Linked DNA regions of Gossypium hirsutum: region 2 is linked to region 1. A link is a contact called in public Hi-C data. All regions are on one chromosome and are shown on one strand. The core of a region is the stretch at or near the end of the contact, and the rest is flanking DNA. Distances in the headings are between cores, read along the strand shown.

Region 1 (6,607 bases), core at 2,368-4,867:
TTAGACCCTATACTTTATGTAAGTTGTGGACTTAGTATTTGGTCATTTTTAGTCCCTATACTTTTAGAATTTGAAAATTTTAGTTCTAACCAAATGATAACTATTAAATTCATTAAGTCAAGTTCTGTTATTTTTAAAATTTAACGTGTTAAACATATTATCACATATATAATGCTATGTCTATTTTGTTATTTTCACATATTACTTACAAAAATTCAATTAATAGATTTAATGACTGCCATTTACATTAAGCCTGAAATTTTGAAATTAAAAAAATATAGCCACTAAAAAGGATCCAATTGGTGAACGTGAACTAAATCTATAACTTTACGCATACTATAGGACTAATGACATAATTGAACCAAACAGATTTAACTGCTACATCAGAACTAAAATTTCAAATTTCAAATAGTACAATGTAATAAAAGAATTTAACCTAAATTATATGTTTTTAACGTACTTTTTTATGAATACGAATGAAATATCGCTCAATTTGTCTTTTACTATACTTTTTAAACACACTTCCAATAAATTTTTGTCTAATTCAATTTTAAAAGTTTTTAAAATTTTAATATTAAAAATTGTAAGTGTCTTAAATATATTTGTAAAAATTTAAATACAAAAAAATAGTTTAACTAAAATTTAATTTAAATTATTTTTTGAAGAGGTTAACACTGGATTAAGAAATTATAATTTAAAATTCTAAATACAAATATGTTAATTTATTAAATTCAAACCTCCAAAACATAATTTGAAACAAATTAATCTATCACCAAGTAATTGAAGCATTAAATAAAGTTTATTCATCCACCTTTAATCTATTACAATTTTTTAACTTTTGCATGTTTGATCCAATTGGTGAACCATTTCAACCCAATTTTGGTGGGACAAAAGCTATGTGTGTGTGTATATATTGCTAGACACATACACAAAATAAAAGGGAAATAATTAGTAAATAAAGAATATATTAATCAATCAATAAAAAAAAGGGACATTGTGGGACATTCATGAAATAAGATCCCACTAAGGAGCAACTAAGCTATCATATCAATAAATAAATAAATAAAAACTTAATAACTTTTGTACCCCTCCAACTTTATAAAAACAAAATCATTTTAGCCTTTCATTTAATTTTTCACCTTTTTAGCTCTTAAACTTATATTTTTTTGTCAAATCACCTCACAATGAATGAAAAAGTTGACATTTTTTAATTTTGTTAATGTTGCGTACACGTGAATGACAATGCTGTGACACAATTCGATTTGAGTTGAAAACGAGCTATTGTGGCCAATTATGTATGAAAGAGCTATTAGACTTGGAAATGATTGAAATTTTAAAGTGAAATGCGACTTATAAACTTAATTGTGATACTAGTGAATGAATAAGTATCATTATACATGGATAAATGTAGAAATGAACTAAATGCTAATAAATTGAATGTTATATGAGAAGTTAATATGTATGTATAAAGAATTGGTATGCTATTATGAATATAAGCATAGATATATGAAAGTGAAATTATTTTTCATATGTTGGCATAAGTTAGACTACAAATTGAACATATGCATTTGCATGAATTTGTTCATATTGATTTGAATTGTAGAAATTACCACTAAGCAATTTGCTCAATGTGCGATTTGTTTTCCGTGCCCAGGTTAGGTTCTATTCAAAATTCCTGAGCATTAACTTCAACATCCAATCAATGATCCTGGGCTCATCAATGTTTGTTCGTTTATGGATTTTGTTAATAGTTGGCATGTATCTAATAGGTTAAGTCATGTTGGTTTGGTATTTTAAGAATGATATATATTTGTTTTGATTATATATATACTCTTTTGATTTCAATTGTTGATGTATGTATTGGCTTTCCTTATTATTAGTTGCAAATGGTTAATAATCTTAGTTGAAATGGTATAATGCTATATATGTTAATGATCTTAATGATATTGGTGTGAATGCTTGAGTTAGATTGAATTGCATTAGGGATTAGTTTTGTTGAAATGGAACATTTGCATATTGAGAGTAGAGTGTATATATATAATTATGTCATGAAATGATGTTAAAGAAGTGCATATGGTAGTTAAATCTGATTTGAATATGTTTGGTTTTGGCTTGGCAAAGATTGCAGGAAAAAAATCTTAGAAATTGTAGAAATAGTATGTGACATTGCGACGTCAAACGTATCACATCATGATGAGAAATGACATATAACGTCATGGCAAGATGAGGAACCCCATTATCTCAACGAGGTCAAAACATTATATGGTGTTGCGACGTCAAGTGGCTTGATGTCATGACGTGACAAACTATTTGACGATGTCACGATGTGAACCCTAAATATTTTTAATTTTTTTTTACGATTCAATCATATTTCGATCTCGGGTTAACTTTAAGCTTTCAAAAGCTTGTATAATACCCAATAATGATTATTTTTTATATTGTTTACTTGTAATTCTTATGGATTGTATGTTTGATGGTGTGATTTCGTATTTAATTTGATTGTAGTTGCTTTGGCAACGAATGTGACACCTTATAACTCAGACCCGACAATTGTGTCAGGTATGAAGTGTTACACATGGTAAATGTTATTGTAAGAGTACTTATTGTAATAACCATGTTGGAGTTATGGTGGCCTAGTTTTGTATCCTTGTTGATTGGTGTTGGTAAGCTACATTGAATGATATAGATGGATCATATAATTGTTAATAGTTGATTTCATTCTCTAGGTTTTGCATATTTAAATGCTCTCATTGGGTATAAACATTATTTTTTATTTCCTCCCCACAAATGATGTATTAATGCATAATTTGGTGGAGGATGTTGTGAGCAGTTCACACGTGGGTGCGAAGAGTCGTTAGTTAGGGGAGTTGGGGATTCTAATGATATTTAGGTCGAGTTTCGAAATAGGTAAAGAGTATTAATCTTTGGGGAAAGTGGGAGCCTATATAAAGGAGGGGCTTGGTAGAGTCCCTATGGACAAATGTCCTACTATGCTAAGCTGTGGCGTGCTTTATTTGGATGTGATATAGTATGGCCTGACTCTAATTTTTTTAGATCCAACGATAGAGCGATGAAAGACTTTATTAAATGTGATGAGAGTAGCTATTGGCGGAACCTTGACGTAACCCACATAACAGGCATGTGAGACCATCAGTCTGACTAGCCCTTCTCAGTTAGGCACTTTATCTGGTGAAGATTGATCAAAAGAGATGATTGGGTATAAGAAATATAGATATATATTGGGAATATTATTTTTATATATATATAAGTTGATGTTGAAAACTTTTTTATCCATACTAATCATAAAACCCTGACTAAATTAGTGTCATGGACTAACCGAATATGAATGCAGTTGGGAAAAGACTAATATACATTTTTTAATTGACACATAATATTATTATGATAATACTTTTCTATTTTCATACTTTTATATATTCTTTAAATATAAAAATAAATCGAAAACCCATAAATTTAAAAATCGAACAGATGTTTAATAAAGTTTATATAGAAGCTTGTTATCACTCTACCTATATTTATTGTTGAATAAATTAAAAAAAACATTTTTTATATCATCCACATTCTGACATCTTCTAATATAGAATAAATAGCTTTGATATTTTAATTCAAATTTTAATATCCACCATGCAGACTAAGAAAACATTTTATACAATGATAAGATAGACAAACATATCATATATGTATATATATGATTCACCCTCCAAGAATCTGGCCATGTAAGAGTATAGGAAAGTCAGCAAAATGCACCAAAACAGATCAACACTCTGTTTCCTTTAATTTTCCGTCAAAGTGAGTATTGAGGAAGCAGGCACAGAGAAGGAAGTACATTTGTAAAGGAGAATATAATATAAGTTGTGTCCTTTTCGTTAGTTCTTTGTTTTTACTGCCTTTTGGCTTTCCTTTGTATCCTATTTCAGTCCCTTTGCAAAACCTGCCATCTCTGAAGCTTTTGTATCAATTTTTCTATAGGTAAGATTCTTTAAGAAAAAAACTGAATTCCGAAGCTACTTTGATTCTGATGAAGAAAAACCTTCCTTTTTTGCATGATTTTGTTGAAAAAATATAAAGAAATGAATGTTTTAACTTGTTTTTTCTTTGTCGTGATGCAGATATAACCTCTTTAGAATCTGTGGGAAAGTTTTGCATTTTGGAAGGTTCTTAATCCAAGAAAAGGTAGATAAATCTTTTTTTATTTTTTATGCTTTGGTGTTTTGTCGATGTACCCTTTTATCTATTTGTGTAAAATTTTATTGAAAGTAGGGAAATTTTGGATGTTAAAGTGAAGCAGATGGTGTTTTTGTAGAAATTTGGGAATGGAAGATAGATATAGTTTTCCATCCTTGAGAGATGGGGATTTTGAGGAAGGAGATGTTTGGGCAGTTCTTAAGGAAAGTAAGGATTCAACTTACAAGGTTGGACATTCCAGTGAATCTTCCATTCCTGATAGAGGACATGTTCCAAGTGCTGCAAGAATGATCCCAAGAACTTTGTCTGCAATTAATACCAGCAGTAACATTGGCAGTTGTTGTTCTAGTTACAGTCATGAGGCTAACGATGTTAAGCAGCAATCAGCCCCAGAAAACATCCCTGATTTGTCAAAGCTTTCTACAAAGATGAGGAATGGTTCATGGCATGATGATGATGACGATGATGATGAATACAATTCCATGCTTCCACCACATGAAATTCTTGCAAGGAGGCTTGCAAGGAATCAGATTTCGTCATTCTCAGTTTTTGAAGGTGTTGGTAGAAAACTAAAAGGGAGGGATTTGAAGAAAGTGAGAAACGCTGTTTTAACAAAAACAGGTTTCCTTGAATAATGTTATCACATGGTGATCATTCATAAATGATAATTGAAAGAGTTTCCTCTTTCAGTTTTCATGCTAGTTTATTTCAGTATATAGATCCACTTTTACGTTTTCAAATAATTGAATCAATCAATGATCATTGCCATATTAGTTAAGAGTTGAAGATATATAATGGTAATCCATGTACACGTACGTGTATTAATAAAAGTGCGTATCATACTGATCATGTTTATTATACAAAGTTGTGAATGTCATGAATCCAAACCATATGTAACCCATAGCCTAATTTTACAATTAATGTTGCAGTGTTAAGTCACATGAGCCAGAAACTTGAACCACCTTGTCAATCAATTCCAAACAAGTGTCGTAATATGTGCATATCAAACAAAAGATTGGACATGTATCTTTGCTATAAGTTCCAAAATTGGGACCATGGCCTAATTGATGATGTTGTTTTCTGAATTTGTCAGTTTTAGGCTTTCCTGTTAGCAAAATAAATACAGCAAACTCATTCAATGAATAAGGGTTTCGTTTATTCCTTCAATTGCTTTCTGTCACTTTCATTCTAAACTTTTAAAACGACACAGTCGATGAACTTAACATGCATTTTTGTCACATATGTTTTCAGAAATGAAGTGTGAATCTCGTACGTTAAAATTTATGCTAATCATGAGATTTAGAGTCAAAATGACTCTGGATATTAATGATATGCCACAGTGAACATAGAAGATGTCACAGTTTTTGTAAAAGAAAAAAAAAAGCGCAAACAATCCCACATCGACTGTGAAAACAGAAATACATATTTGATATGTTTTGTGTTTTTCTTTTTCGAATGTATTTTTGTTCTAGTAGAGCGTGGATTCTTATATTTGTTATGATTTAATTATATTTTATTAAAGTAGCTAGTAGAGATAGAATCCCATCCAGCGTCACATTTAAAGGTAAAAGCTATAAGATGTTTGTTTCAGCTGAGAAAGCTGATCCAGAAATGGAGTGGGTAGACGGGGAAAGCATTGGCAGTCAGAGGAGCGATGTTGATCATCAGAATACGAACAGACTGGATGAAATCTCAAGGTTGCGGCCTTTGGAGGTTGAGAATTAATGCTCGGAACCCAATGGAGATGCTGAGCCAACCTTCTTGTTGGAACACATGCCTACTTGTAGTGATGCATGTAGTGGTAACGGTTTTGCAGACAGTAGAATTAACGAGCAGCACTTCGATGTTGAGGCAAACCTTAGCGTGTTAGAGTCAAAGGTGGATGAGGCTGGAGGTTTACCTTTGGACCCCACAGCTGAGTATCCTTTGGCTGGGGGCTTAAATAACACTGGTCTTGCTAATGGGTTTTCTCACGAGGTGAGATTGGAGCAAACAGTGGCCCAGGGTCAGGAGCAAACCCAATTTAAAATGGCTAGGAAACATGCTTCAGGGAGAAAGCCCCTAGATACGTCAAAATTTCGCTTAGCTCAGGTGTGTTTTCTTTGCAATGTCTTTTAACCTTATCTCGCGGAATACCAGGGGTATGGGGAAGGGGGAGAAAAGGAGAGCTTCTAGGAAATTTGTAATGAAATGGAAACCGAAACTTGTCTTCTTTCAAGAAACCAACTCGAAGTTGTCAAAGATGTTATTGTCAAGAGAGTTTGGGGGGTAGAGGGCGGTAGGTGGGTGTTTTCGGCTTCAATCGGCTTTGCTAGCGGTTTATTATCAATTTGGAACGAAGAGTTCTTTTCTTTAGAGGACAAATTGATTGCTCCAAGATTTATTTTGTTGGTTGGTCATATTA
Region 2 (6,399 bases), core at 3,590-6,089, 180 kb after region 1:
TTAAAATCATAGGCTGATCTTTCAAAGGTGGACAGAAAGAAGACACCCTGGTTAGTTGTGTTGTTCCATGTTCCATGGTACAATAGTAACCATGCTCATCAAGGTGAAGGGGATGGGATGATGGCAGCCATGGAACCACTGCTTTATGCTGCTGGTGTTGATTTAGTATTTGCGGGTCACGTGCATGCTTACGAGCGCTCCGTATGTCAATATTGGCCTAGCTTTCTTTCTTATTCTTATGTTATTAGTTGGATATATGATAATGTTGTTCTCTACCTGGCAGAAACGTGTTAACAAGGGAAAATCAGATCCTTGTGGCACTGTTCATATTACTATTGGAGATGGAGGCAACAGAGAAGGTTTAGCTCAAAAGTATGTCATAACAAACAAATTTCTTAAATTCTGATCTTAGTTGTAATACAAATTGAACATCATACATTTATCTTGTTTGTTGTAACAACGTTGAGCCAGAATATAGTAAGTCATGTAAATTTACTTACAGGTACATTCACCCAACACCAGAGTGGTCAATGTTCCGTGAAGCGAGCTTTGGTCATGGCGAGCTCAAGATAGTGAATTCAACTCATGCATTTTGGAGCTGGCACCGGAATGATGACGATGAACCAGTACGGTCCGATCAGGTTTGGATAACCTCTCTCATCAGTTCTGGATGTCTTGCAGAAAAGGCTTATGAATCAAGTAAAATTCTTGTTTCTCCTTAAACTAAGACTTGGCGGTCAGTGTCCCTAGATTCGAGCCAAGTTGTTGCTAAACAGTTTGATGTGTGTTGTGTGTATATATATACTAATACTAGAAGACATGGTTTCAATTAGTAAAATGGTTATTCGTTTCATGTAATTGAGCATAAAGGCCATCTCCATTTGAAGTTGTCCTATTGCTCATTTCTTATATGTAACTTTTCAAAGATAATTTTGTTTCCCTATGCGCATACTGAAAAGTTGCTCCGATCGATTGAGCACTGTCAACGGAGGTATTATTTTTGTACTAAAAAAGTAAGTTTAGCAATTTCGAAATGACCTGATTACACAGTACAATAAAAGAATATTGATTAAAATACAATATAATATGAAACACCGTAAAAAAATATTTAAGATGTTTAGGCAAAAACTGAATCCTCAATCTTTTCTTACGATTGTTACATTCCTTCGAGTAACGAATCAATTAACCAAAAACGGTTTATACAAAAATGCCTTTGTAATATCAGAATGAAGATATTTAAAGATGTAAACCAAGAACCAAATGACTCAATGTATCCATTGCTATTAATTTCTGTGTATGGCTACCTGTATTTTAGTAGCAACTAAGTTGATGGAGAGATTATAATTGTTAGGATGATATCTAGTCGAGTCAGAGTCAGTGGCTAGCAACCCTGGTTGTTCATCTGAAACATCTTAAGGTAAGTTATCACGCTATCCCTGTAGCTTCCTTCGGTATCAAAAACAGGAGCACAACAGGAATGAAAGTGCAGAAGAGTTGAATATTGATGCCTAAAAGAAGGTTGTCGAAAGATCCTGAAGAGATGTTCAAGATTGATGCTAACCCAGCGCCTACAAACGATCCTACAGTGGACCCAAAGTTGTTTATTGACATAAAGAGAGCAAAAAGTGTTCCTTCAATTCCTGGTGGGCAAAGCTGTCCGGACAAGATCAAGAATGGCATGAACCTGTGCAGTGACAGGACAGGTTGGCTGAAGAGAGAATGTCTAAGCTTTGAACGTAACTAAAAACTAAGAACAAGGCATGTGGCCTGCGCACATGATGAAGAATTTCATATTCATATTATGATAGTGATGATTTATGAAAAAGAAAGCATTATACATACTTGAATTGGTTGACGGCATCTGAAAGTGCAGATCCACAAAGAACCAAGGTCTTGTCTGATACTCCAAAGGCAACATTAGTTCGAGACACCAAAATAACATCAAAGAGATTCAAGAAAGCCAAACCAATGTGAGTCAACCTGCATTACATTTTCGGAATAGGAGATACAACTTAATCACATTAGTTTCAGGAAAGGAAAATCTTTTACAAATGAATTAAGCTAAAGTACTAAGTACTTACGCGAGAATTCTTCGTAACTTCATTTTCTTCAAGTACTGATTATATGTAAATGTCCCTAGCATGAGTCCTAACCATCCAATAACTCGTACAGTCCCCAAAAAAGATGCTTCCAACTTCAAAAACTCAGTCTGATAGTAGAACATGACGGTTGAAAGGTTTGGAACAGTAACGTGTGCTAGGAAAAACCAAGCCATTGGTCTTGTTTTTCCAGGGGAAAATTAAATCAAAAGAAACTTGATTAGAAGGGCAAAGAACATATATAAAGTATAACTCTGAGACAATATCAAACAATAGCGTCAACTAGGATAGTATCAAAGATCAACTGCTGATTATCCAATGTTTCATAGACAATACTTAAATGACTTTTTAAATCTACACATCTATAGTCAAAGAGCTGTGTCTACCCCACATAAAATGCGGACAAACATTAGCGAGACTATTCTAGACCATGCGCCATTTTTGAGTAATCATTTCTATTAGCTGCCTTGGAAATGCAATGCATTTAATAACACTATGTTTAACCTTCAGTTCCAGAAAGTAAGTTAATACTTACCTCAAAATCATAGGCTGTTTAAAAGCACGGCACAAATTGTAAGTGGCATATTTCAGGGACTGGAACCACAGTAATGGTAGGGACTCGCCCTTTCCAGGACTCAGAGTCTGTGCTTTTCTGCGTGTAAGTTGTGTCTTTTTGCTTTTCTTTTGGATCTTCTTTCTTTTTCTGGTACTAACATAGGATTTCTTTTCCAAAGAACTGTCTTCATCCAAATCATTAGCTTTTCCATTCAAATGATGGGAATCACTTGAAATACAGAAATCAGATAAAACTTCACCCCCCATAGAACTCTCTTCGACCAAACCACATGAAAACAACTGTATGGCTGGAAGTATAGAGAAAAGAAGGAAGATAATATCTATCTCTAAGTTGGTTAATGCATATCCTCCTAGCAAACTCCCACACACTCCACCAAAAGCCATCGATAACCATGACAATGACTGAAGGTCTCCGGCAAAGGAGGCCCTGATGAAAGTTAGTTCAACTTTGTAAGTTATTTGTTCTACTGAAATAAAACCAAGCAAACAATTGGTTGCAGAAAACATAGAAGGATTTATCAAACAGAGTTGAAAAGTAAATTTGATAGAAGAACATACTTCTCAAATTGTACAGCCTCAGCGATCATTGCATCAACCACAACATCTGCCATTGCAGAACCTAGGTTCTGCAGTGTTAATAAGATCATGAGGTGCCCTATGGAACTACTTGTGGAGGCATTTATACCCAGAATAAGCCATGGCACAAGAGACATCACAGTGGAAATCACCAAATATGGGATCCTTTTTTTCCCTTTAATCGGAATGCAGTCGGACAAAATCCTGCATGTGGAAACAGAGTAAGGCTCCAATAAACAATCAAGAGATACAATAATGCTAAAAGGACAATTTTCTTGTCATCATATATTTTTCAGCCAAATAGTTTTCATCACATTATATTAGGGCTTTAGTAAGGACTACATCATAATTAACATCCTTTACAACATATTTCATGGTCATTATTCCATTACCAATCATGTTCCAGAAAGATATTTTCCCTGAAAACATGCTTTTCCTATGCTTATACTTTCATGCTAAAGATTGGTTTATCAGAAAACACCAAACTGATATTATCCAGATTCTTTAGAACCTCAATATGTCTTTTTTTCTAATAAATAAATCTACCACAATAATGTCATTCCATGACAACAAGAGTACTAAGCACCACAATGACGCGTACCCGTATATAGGTTTTATGCTCCATGGGAAAAATGATACTGAAAACACAAATTGGGAAGCCGAAGGTGACAACTTAAGCCTATCTTTCAACTGGTAAGAAACTGCTGTCCATACGAATGATCTGAAACCCTGCACTCATACATCGTGAAGTTACTTTAAATCCAAACTCAAATTAAAATAAAAGGGGACAAAAGGTAACATACATAGGAATTACAAGAGCATAGAGATAGGAACTATTGGAAACCCGGAACAAAAATGAGATTGCTAGCTTATGCAACAGATGCTTCAGGGAAATCTTGAATCACACTTAATTCATCTTAGCTGCCTTAGGGAAATCTAAGCAGAAAAAATGGGTGATGTTTCTAAACTAAAACTCATTTAGCTTTAAGCATGAAACTAAAGAAAAGCTTCTCAATTATGTCGTCTGAGGCTTGACAAAGATCTCATTCATAATTCAGCATCAATCAAACGTAAATCACGAGGTTCTATTTGGCTTAACAAAATTATTGCTTTCAATTACCTAAACGAGCATATTTTCCTTCAACGAGAAAACAAATAAAATATTAACCCAAACTGTCATTTACAAATTCATATGATATCCAAATCCAAAGTTATATAACATCGACAATTAAAAAGAAGAAAAGAAAATCAAAACTTTAAATGCAAATTTTTAGTTTTTCAACAAAACCCAATACGAAATCAACAAAGAGAAACCACAAAACCAAAGCAATGGAATTTCACATAATTAAGAAGTCTATGAATCAAAGTAAGAGGGAAAAAAGAAGAAGAAAGAAATGGGGGAACCTGGGTGAAGTAAATCAAACAAACAAGCCATAAAAACGCCAAACCAAATGCCGTTTTGAGCTGCTTTATACATTGTATCATCTTTCAGAAACAAAACAAACAAATATGAAAGAAAAAGGAAAAAAGAACTTATAAATTTCTCTTGGATCGGTTTCTGGATCGTCAAAAATCGTTTTGTTGGGGGGCGGGTGTTAATTTTCAGTTATGGAATAAAATGGTGAACACGTACATGGTCCAACTAGGTCTCGCCACGTAAGCTATCTGGTCCCGCCCACAGCACCAGTCAAGGTCTCCTCCCTTGCCTTCTGTGTTGACTTTGACTTTTTGATCAAAATTTACCTTAAAATAAAGGGATAATGTAAATTATAGCTCCTGAACTTGGCAAGTAAATTCACTTTGGCCCCTAAATTTGATAACTATGTTCACTTTGGTACTTGGTACTTGTTTTGTTCACTTTGATATTTGAACTTGACAACTAGGTTCATTTTAATCTCAGAACTTGTCTAAAAAGTTAGATATGTGGCACTCTAAGATTCTGTTACATCATCACTTGAAAAAAAATTAGAAGATTATGTGGTACAATCTCAGAATGTCATATTCAATATTTTAGTGACTGAACCGATCGTTGAACATGTTAGACCACTAGCTCTTGATCCAACTAGTTCGATCAGTTCAATTTTCGGACCAACAATAAATAAATAAATAAATAATCATAAAAATCTAAAAAGCCAAGTAAAATTGATTTTATTTTATTTTTTAAAATTTTTATGATTTTTTAATTATTTATTTAATTATCGTTGGTCCGACGGTTGAACCAATCGAATTGGTTGAATCAAGAACTAGTAGCCTAACATGTTCAACCACCAGTTCGGTTATTAAAATACTGAATATTACACTTTAAGATTGTACCACATCATCATCTAAAAATTTTTTATTTTTCAAACTCAGAGTGTCACATCATCAAACATTTAGAATTTTCAAATTCAGGCATTAAAATGGATCTAGTTGTCTAGTTCAAGTGCCAAAATGAGCAGAAAAAGTACATGTACCAAAATGAACCTAGTTGTCAAGTTTAAAGGCCAATGTCGACCTACTTGCAAAGTTTAAGGGCCAAAAGCTACATTATCCCAATATGGATCTACATGATAAGTTCAGAGGCCAAAATTTACATTATCCCTAAAATAAAAAGGGAAAAAACCCAAAATAAAATTTATCAAATAAATTTCAATTGGTTAGGTGATTTTATCTAGACCTGCTCATAGGCCGGGTCACCAGCCCAAGCTCAAAGGCCCGTTCGAAAAATGAGAGAGTTTGGACGAAAATACGAGGCTCGTAAAATAGGCTTGGGTAAAATTTAAGACTCGTTTTCTATATAGGTCGAGCATTGGGCAAGATTCTTTTAGCCTGAGCCCGGTGTTGGGGATCGACTCGTTTAAACAATGAGAAAGAAGGAATAGAGAAAATTGTGCACACAAATTTACGTGGAAAAACTCCTCCAATCAAGAGGATAAAAAATCACGAGAGCAAATGAGTCTTCACTAATGAGCAAACAAACGAAGAGTACAAGATGGAGAAATTTAAAACAAACCCTAACCCCGAATACAAAGCTCTCTCTGGCTAAAAACACAAAATTCCCTTAAAGGTCTCTAAAACTCTCTCTTAATTTTCTCTCTAATGTTGTGTTATTATCCTCTTTTTCTAAGGCTTCTAAGGCCCTTTAAATAGGCTAATATTAGAGTTCTAT

What was found. Hi-C and Micro-C count contacts between places; a contact is called where the count stands out from the background.
Region 2: a Hi-C map of leaf shows a contact between it and region 1, with 1.9 times the contacts expected there. The contact joins the promoter of LOC107920078 here to the promoter of LOC121225106 in region 1. A contact is called at or near these places in 3 of 34 Hi-C or Micro-C datasets (callus and leaf).

The regions. Positions count from the first base shown.
Region 1 is chrD13:50,046,427-50,053,033 of Gossypium_hirsutum_v2.1, forward strand. It overlaps LOC121225106, which reads left to right and starts at 3,618. Exons shown (of 3, transcript XM_041109045.1): 1 at 3,618-3,987; 2 at 4,128-4,191; 3 at 4,276-5,061. The coding sequence starts at 4,332. The coding sequence ends at 4,838.
Region 2 is chrD13:50,223,658-50,230,056 of Gossypium_hirsutum_v2.1, forward strand. It overlaps LOC107920078 (probable folate-biopterin transporter 4), which reads right to left and starts at 4,840. Exons shown (of 7, transcript XM_041109050.1): 1 at 4,656-4,840; 2 at 3,853-3,980; 3 at 3,234-3,455; 4 at 2,635-3,102; 5 at 2,082-2,279; 6 at 1,843-1,980; 7 at 1,083-1,767. The coding sequence starts at 4,736. The coding sequence ends at 1,668. LOC107920079 (purple acid phosphatase 18-like) reads left to right here. Exons shown (of 5, transcript NM_001327167.1): 3 at 13-201; 4 at 284-372; 5 at 503-941. The coding sequence ends at 722.